Regions from separate parts of the Mus musculus genome. Here region 1 is linked to region 2. The links are chromatin contacts, called in public promoter capture Hi-C maps. All regions are on one chromosome and are shown on one strand. Each heading gives the region's core, a stretch centred on a gene start, on an enhancer-like site or on the middle of the called end of the contact. The rest is flanking DNA. Distances are from core to core; before and after follow the strand shown.

Region 1 (3,178 bases), core at 138-2,637, 780 kb before region 2:
TGATATTTGCTCCATCCCCAAGGCAGGGTGGCTTAGTACTGGTCTGGCACACAGAGGTCCAGAAGGTTCCTGGGGAGCTGTTGGTACCTAGTCTTGATGACAACTTATAAATACTGATTCTGACATCAGAGAGAATCATCCGTATCCCAGGCAAACAAACTCATGGCGAGAGGGAAGGCCAGAAGGAACAAAGGGGAGATAACGTCCTACCAAAACAACCTTTTTATCGGAGCTGCTACCAGGCCCACCCACAATCAGGGGAGGGCCTTCCCACACCAGTCAGATCAACTTCTTCAGAACATGTCTTCAGGCGAGGCTCCGTATTCGGTGATTCTAATCTGCGACAAGTTGACATTAAAACCAACCATAATATTTTTATTTTATAGATTCAGAATTAGCATCTATAGTAATATGTGCGTAAACTCGACACTGGTGGATTTATATAGGGAGAAGAGAGTAATTAGATTAAATTTTGAATAAGAATCTAATTCTGGAGCTGGAGAGATGGCTCAGTGGTTAAGAGCACTGGCTGCTTTTCCAGAGGTGCCCAGTTTCCCAGCAACCACAGGGTGGCTCACAACTATCTGTAATGTGATCTTTTGCTCTCTTCTGGCTTGCAAGCATACATGTAGGCGGAACATTGTATACATAATAAATAAATAAATAGGTCTTAAAAAAGAGAATCTAATCCTGTCAGTTAATAGTCAGATTGTTCTATGAGTGGACTAAATTCCTTTTATCACGGCACGTTTAGTCCTGTCATCAGGAGGCAGAGGTAGGCAGGTCTCTGAGTTCGAGGCAAATCTATTCTACAGAGCAAGTTCCAGGACAGCCAGGGCTACACAGAGAAACCGTTTCAAAAGCAAAAGCAAAAAAAAAAAAAAAAACCTAAACAAACAGAAAAATCTTTCACCTCCTCTAAGGCCAGGAAGCCTCACTTAAATTTCCATTTGTGGTAAACAATCACAAAGTAAGGATGTTGGAAGCGTGTTCATAACTCAAGGACTGCCTGTGCCTGTAGCTCAGAGGCAGAGCACACATGTGCCATGGGACTATCTATCCCTAACGCCGGGGAAGAAAGCAATGCGAGCCCACCCACGGAAGTACAGAATCCGCGTTCTCAAGACAATGTGCTGAGAAGCGGAAGTGCACAAAATGGGAACTGAGAGAGAAATGAAAAGCGTCTGCTTGTGCTTTAGAGAATGAATTCATTAACACCCCCCCCTCTTTATTTTAAATAAAAAATAAAACAGACTCTGGGCAAGTCCCACGCGATGCTGTATTCCAGGCTAGGGAAATAGGAAAGTAGCGCCTGGGCCAAAGGTGTCCAGTGCGGGAGCAGAGAACAGCCACAGGATAAATGTGCTTATATTCCCTGTACTATAATGGCTTTGCAGGAACTTGGAAAGCAAGAGAAAGCCCAGGGGAGTTACTCTGGATCTGGTTACTGAGTCTCTGGGACAAGGCAGATAGTGAAGTGTCCTGCTGACTGCGTAGGAGGCAGAAAAAATTAGCCTCCATTATAACCTATTCTTGAAAGCAAAGCTTACAGGTCCTGGGACCACAGAATCGGGGATAACACTTGCTAATGATCCAGGTGACCACTGGGACGCCTTTTATTATGGAGCCGATGCTGGTGAAACGTCAGAGACGGTTAATAAACACAACTCTACAATGCGGATAGTCTGAGAGTTAAGAGTGCGCCAGGCTTCCCATTGTAAACAGTTCCTCTAGGGACCATGGTGGATGTTCAGCACAACACATGGGGTCAGCAGGGGCTGGAAACAGTTGGCTTCTGTGGACCGTGCAGTGGCGTGCTCCCTCAATCCCCAGACCTGCCGCTGCTTGCATTGCAGGTACTGATGCTGCGTGGGACCGAGGCTGGCTGCTCCGACACACCTCTTTGTAAATGTGTCTACATTTCGGGTCTTGAACCACCCCTGCCCACCAAAGGCTTGGTTGCTTGGGAGATAAGTTGATGAACTATGGGCAAAACACAGCCCGACAGCGCCCCCGTGTGGTCTTCGCGGCATTTGGAGAAAGCCTGTATCGCAGAGTCTGTCATGTGGAGTGGGGGCATGTGAATGTGTGTGTGTGTGTGTGTGTGTGTGTGTGTGTGTGTGTGTGTGTGTGTGTGTGTGTGGTGTGTGTGTGTGTGTGTGTGTGTGTGGTGTGTGTGTGTGTGTGTGTGTGTGTGAGAACTGTCTTTGACTTTGGGTCAGTGCCCTTACGCAGTGCATCAAGAGCAATTCGTTTTCACCTTGGAAGATCAGCGATGGACATTTGTTGTATCATGTTATCCTAGGAATATTTATGTAGCATTACCCCAGGAATATTTATGTAGCCCTACTATTTTCTGTGGTTTGGAGACGGGGGGGTGGGGATTTGGTGTCCTGGGAAAGGCCCAAGGTGGTCACTTTGTATCATTATACCGATATCTATATAATTACACATTTCTGTTATCTATCATCTATTTATCTATCAATAATATCCATCTATCCCTACCATCTGTCTAACTACTATCTATCTATCTATCTATCTATCTATCTATTCTATCATCATTCTAGTTCCTCCTCCTCCTCCTCCTCCTCCTCCTCCTCCTCCTCCTCCTCCAAGACAGGGTTTCTCTGTGTAGCCCTGGCTGTCCTGGAACTTCCTCTGTAGAACAGGCTGGCCTCGAACTCAGAAATTCTCCTGCCTCTGTCTCCCAAGTGCTGGGATTAAAGGCGTGCACCACCACTGCTCTGCCATACCGTCAGCTTCTAACAGTGCTTTATGAAATGTTAGAAGTATGTTCCGGGGGATTAAATGGGAGTGTCTTTTCATATTCACTTCATATGAGTCTGCTGATAACAGAGGCCACTTTCCAAAGTGAAATGCAAGACTGAATGTTTACAAAAAAGAGTCTAGAAGCTTGCTTTACATTTTTTCTTTAAAAAAACATTTTTTTAAAGTTTATGTGTATGGATGTTTTGTGTGCATGTGTGCATGTGTAGTGCATATGTGCCTAATGCACTCAGAGGCCAGCAGAGGGCTTCTGATCTTCTGGAACTGGAGTTATAAATGGTTGTGAGTTGCCACGTGGGTTCTGGGAACTGAAACCAAGTTGCCATTAAGGCTCATGGTGGCACATGCCTTTAATCCCAGCGCTCAGGAGGCAGAGGCAGGCAGATCTCTG
Region 2 (2,784 bases), core at 82-2,581:
TATCACCAAACAGGATACCCACTTCCAACATTTCTGATGGCTGCCTGCCCTGAGCCCTAGCAGCCTTGGCCTCTTTCCCTTAGCATTCTTTCCCCTCACCCTTCACCATGCACCTCCCTGGATCCTTCCCCACGCTGGTCCCAGTTTTCTGGAGTTTCCATAGTGGCTCCCTGGAAAAGCTTGTCAAGATAGAAGCCTAAGTGAGCATCTAGCTGCAAGAGAGCCGAGGAGGGGAAGCGGTGGGGTTCCTAGATGACCAGCAGATAGAAAATCCTGTTGGGGGTGCATTCCACCTTTTCTGGGTGCTTGTATACAATGCTGTGAGCATCCGTCTTAATTAAGGTTTCTATTGCTGTGGTAAAACGACCCGAAACAATTTGAAGAGGAAAAGGTTTAATTTGTCTTACAATCTTCCAGTCACAACTCATCACTGAGGGCAGGAACCTAAGGTAGGAACTTAAGTAGAAGCCATGGAGGAACGCTGCTCACTGGCTTGCTCCCGTGACTTGGTCAGCCTGCTTTCTTATACAACCCAAGACCACGTGGCCAAGGTTGGCACCGCCCACAGTGGGCTGGACCTCCCATGTCAGTCATCCACCATGGAAACGCCTCACGGGTTTGCCTATGGGGGCATCTTCTTCGCAGATGACCCTAACTTGTGCCAAGTTGCTGTAAAACCTAGCCAGAAGGAAATCCAAGTTTCTCCCCAAGTTACCTCTGCGTGAACGAGCTGATGACTGCTGACTTAGTGTCCTGCTGTCTTTCCCTCCAGATCCCTTAACTAATTTTCTCTGTGCTGGTCCATCTTAGGCTATAAAGTCCTAGGGGTTAAGAACGAGATCTGTGAGGGGAGATGAGCAGTCCAGAGAGGATGCACCTCTACCTCTTCAAGCATGATGACACCCAAGGGAAAATCCCACAAGCACTTGGGATCACGGAAGGGATTTCTATACTGAATGAGAAACGCACCAGCTATGTGACCACCGCCATTCGAATGGGAATCTAGAACTACAGTCTCCAGCAGGCCAGGTCTGGGACTGGGGGTAGGTGGGTGTTTAAAATAGATCATCCAAAGAGGAACACATTAGTGCTCCTCACTTGAATAGAGAACCTGCCAAACTAGGTTCATCTTGCTGCGTCTGCTAGTGTGGCCTATTTTCCAGCTACAAATAGCAAGCATTACCTGTTTTAAACATCTGGCATGACCTGCCTGCTTAGTCACCTTCTCTTAGGCTTCAAACAGCTGTGGGGCCCCTCCCCCTCCCCCTCCTCCTCCTCTCTACCTCCTATCCATCTGTGATCCCTCCCTCCCCCCTTTCCTTCCTGGAAGGATCCAGCCACACCAGATCCACAAGTCCTGGTGTCTTTAAAAGGATCGGCCTGAGGGATACGGCTCATCTGGGCACTGTGACGTTCATCTTGATTGTGGTGGGAAGTCCAACGGCCGCTCTGCTGCAGGTGGCATCATGAAGGCCCGTGTTCCTTTTATAGTGGCTATGCTCTGTGGTCTAGCCTGGGCTGGTAAGTCATTCTCTGGTGGGCACGGGCGTAGGCTGGGTTGCCTAAAGAACAGAGTGCTGGGGCATAACAGGATGAATGATGTCCTAACCCAGTGGACCATTTGACCTGCCCTTGCTTGAGGTTGCAGGATCAGGCTCTGAAGTTGGCTAATGATGTGGAGGGATTGCAGAGCTGAGATCTTGGAGGATCAGCTCCAACATCACTAGAAAAACCAGACTCCATACTTGGATGAGGTTTTGTTTTCTTGGGGCTACTACATGGTTTGGAAGGGAAGGAGGTTGCTGAGTTGGGGTTACCTGGATGCCCTTGGTCACTCGCTCTTCAGCTGCCTGGTGATAGGTGGGAGTTAGGAGATGGGTGGGCTCAGGAGGAAACCAAAGCCCCTGACTCAGAGGTGAGCCCTGTCCTACTTGGGAAAGAACAAATGACTGGTTAGTGTGATGGGGTGGGGGTGGGGTTGCCCCAGGTTAGGGGAGCTGAAAGGTAGAGAAGGGATGGGCCTTGCATTTGCAGGTAGTGATGGAAGGAGATGGGGACTGGAAGAGGAAAGGGACACTGTCCTGTTCTGTAACTGTGCAAAAGCTGCTACTGCTGTGTTAATTAGCGACTAGTGGGTGGTAGGGAGGAGAGCCAAGGGAGGGAGCTGAGCTCCAGGAGAGTCAGAGTTCCTGCCATTCCAGCCTCCCAGGGTGTTCCTGCCTCGGACTCTGGACAGGATCTGATAAGTCAAGGCAGGAGGAGCAGTCGAGGGCTCAGCCCGTTGGGACTTGTTGGGTCTGTAGCATAAAGATTTCTAGGAGGAGCTGAATTTTGCGATCTTCCCCATCAGGGGACGCACAGAGAAACCCCAGGGGGATTCCTAAATAGGGAAGGCATGGAGGGGAAAAGCCATTCCCATGGCTCTCAACACTACAGGCATCTCTTCGAGGACTCAGCTCTGCCTAGGGCTGGAATGGAAGAGGAGGAAGGGAAAGAAGAAGAAAGAAGCCTATGTAAGCTCGGGACCTTACCTCAGGTCTGCCCACTGAGGGAATAGAGGAGAGCGTGTGGGACTAACTAGTGTAGGAGGATGGATGGTCAAGGAGCTTGGGATAGGACTGCGTGGGAGACATCTGGTCCTTGGAGGAGGTCCCCGAGGGTATGGCTGTAGTGGTTTTAGAGGTTCAGGCAGCCCTGGGCTACTAGGGCTGAAAGTGATGGTTAGCCTCTGCTGTTACATGGATGGGAGGTGAGGGGAGAGGGGATGGAGAGACAGCAGCGGGC

The links. Promoter capture Hi-C pulls out the DNA fragments that hold promoters and counts their contacts.
Region 1: a contact with region 2 is called in a promoter capture Hi-C map of pre-B cells, with 2.4 times the contacts expected there. The contact joins the enhancer-like site here to the promoter of Endou in region 2. A contact is called at or near these places in 8 of 39 promoter capture datasets (the 3T3-L1 cell line, 3T3-L1-derived adipocytes, the HPC-7 cell line and 4 more).

What each region holds. Positions count from the first base shown.
Region 1 is chr15:98,509,465-98,512,642 of GRCm38.p6, reverse strand. No RefSeq gene overlaps it. Among named protein-coding and RNA genes, the nearest start is that of Snora34, 8.8 kb to the left of the region's middle. Within about 2 kb of position 1,387, at least 170 of the 459 cell types and tissues checked have an H3K27ac peak or open chromatin away from gene starts, as enhancers often do. A contact at or near this core is called in 3T3-L1-derived adipocytes, the HPC-7 cell line, hippocampal neurons and 1 more, where this site is marked.
Region 2 is chr15:97,729,952-97,732,735 of GRCm38.p6, reverse strand. It overlaps Endou (endonuclease, polyU-specific), which reads left to right and starts at 1,331. Exons shown (of 10, transcript NM_001168693.1): 1 at 1,331-1,521. The coding sequence starts at 1,467.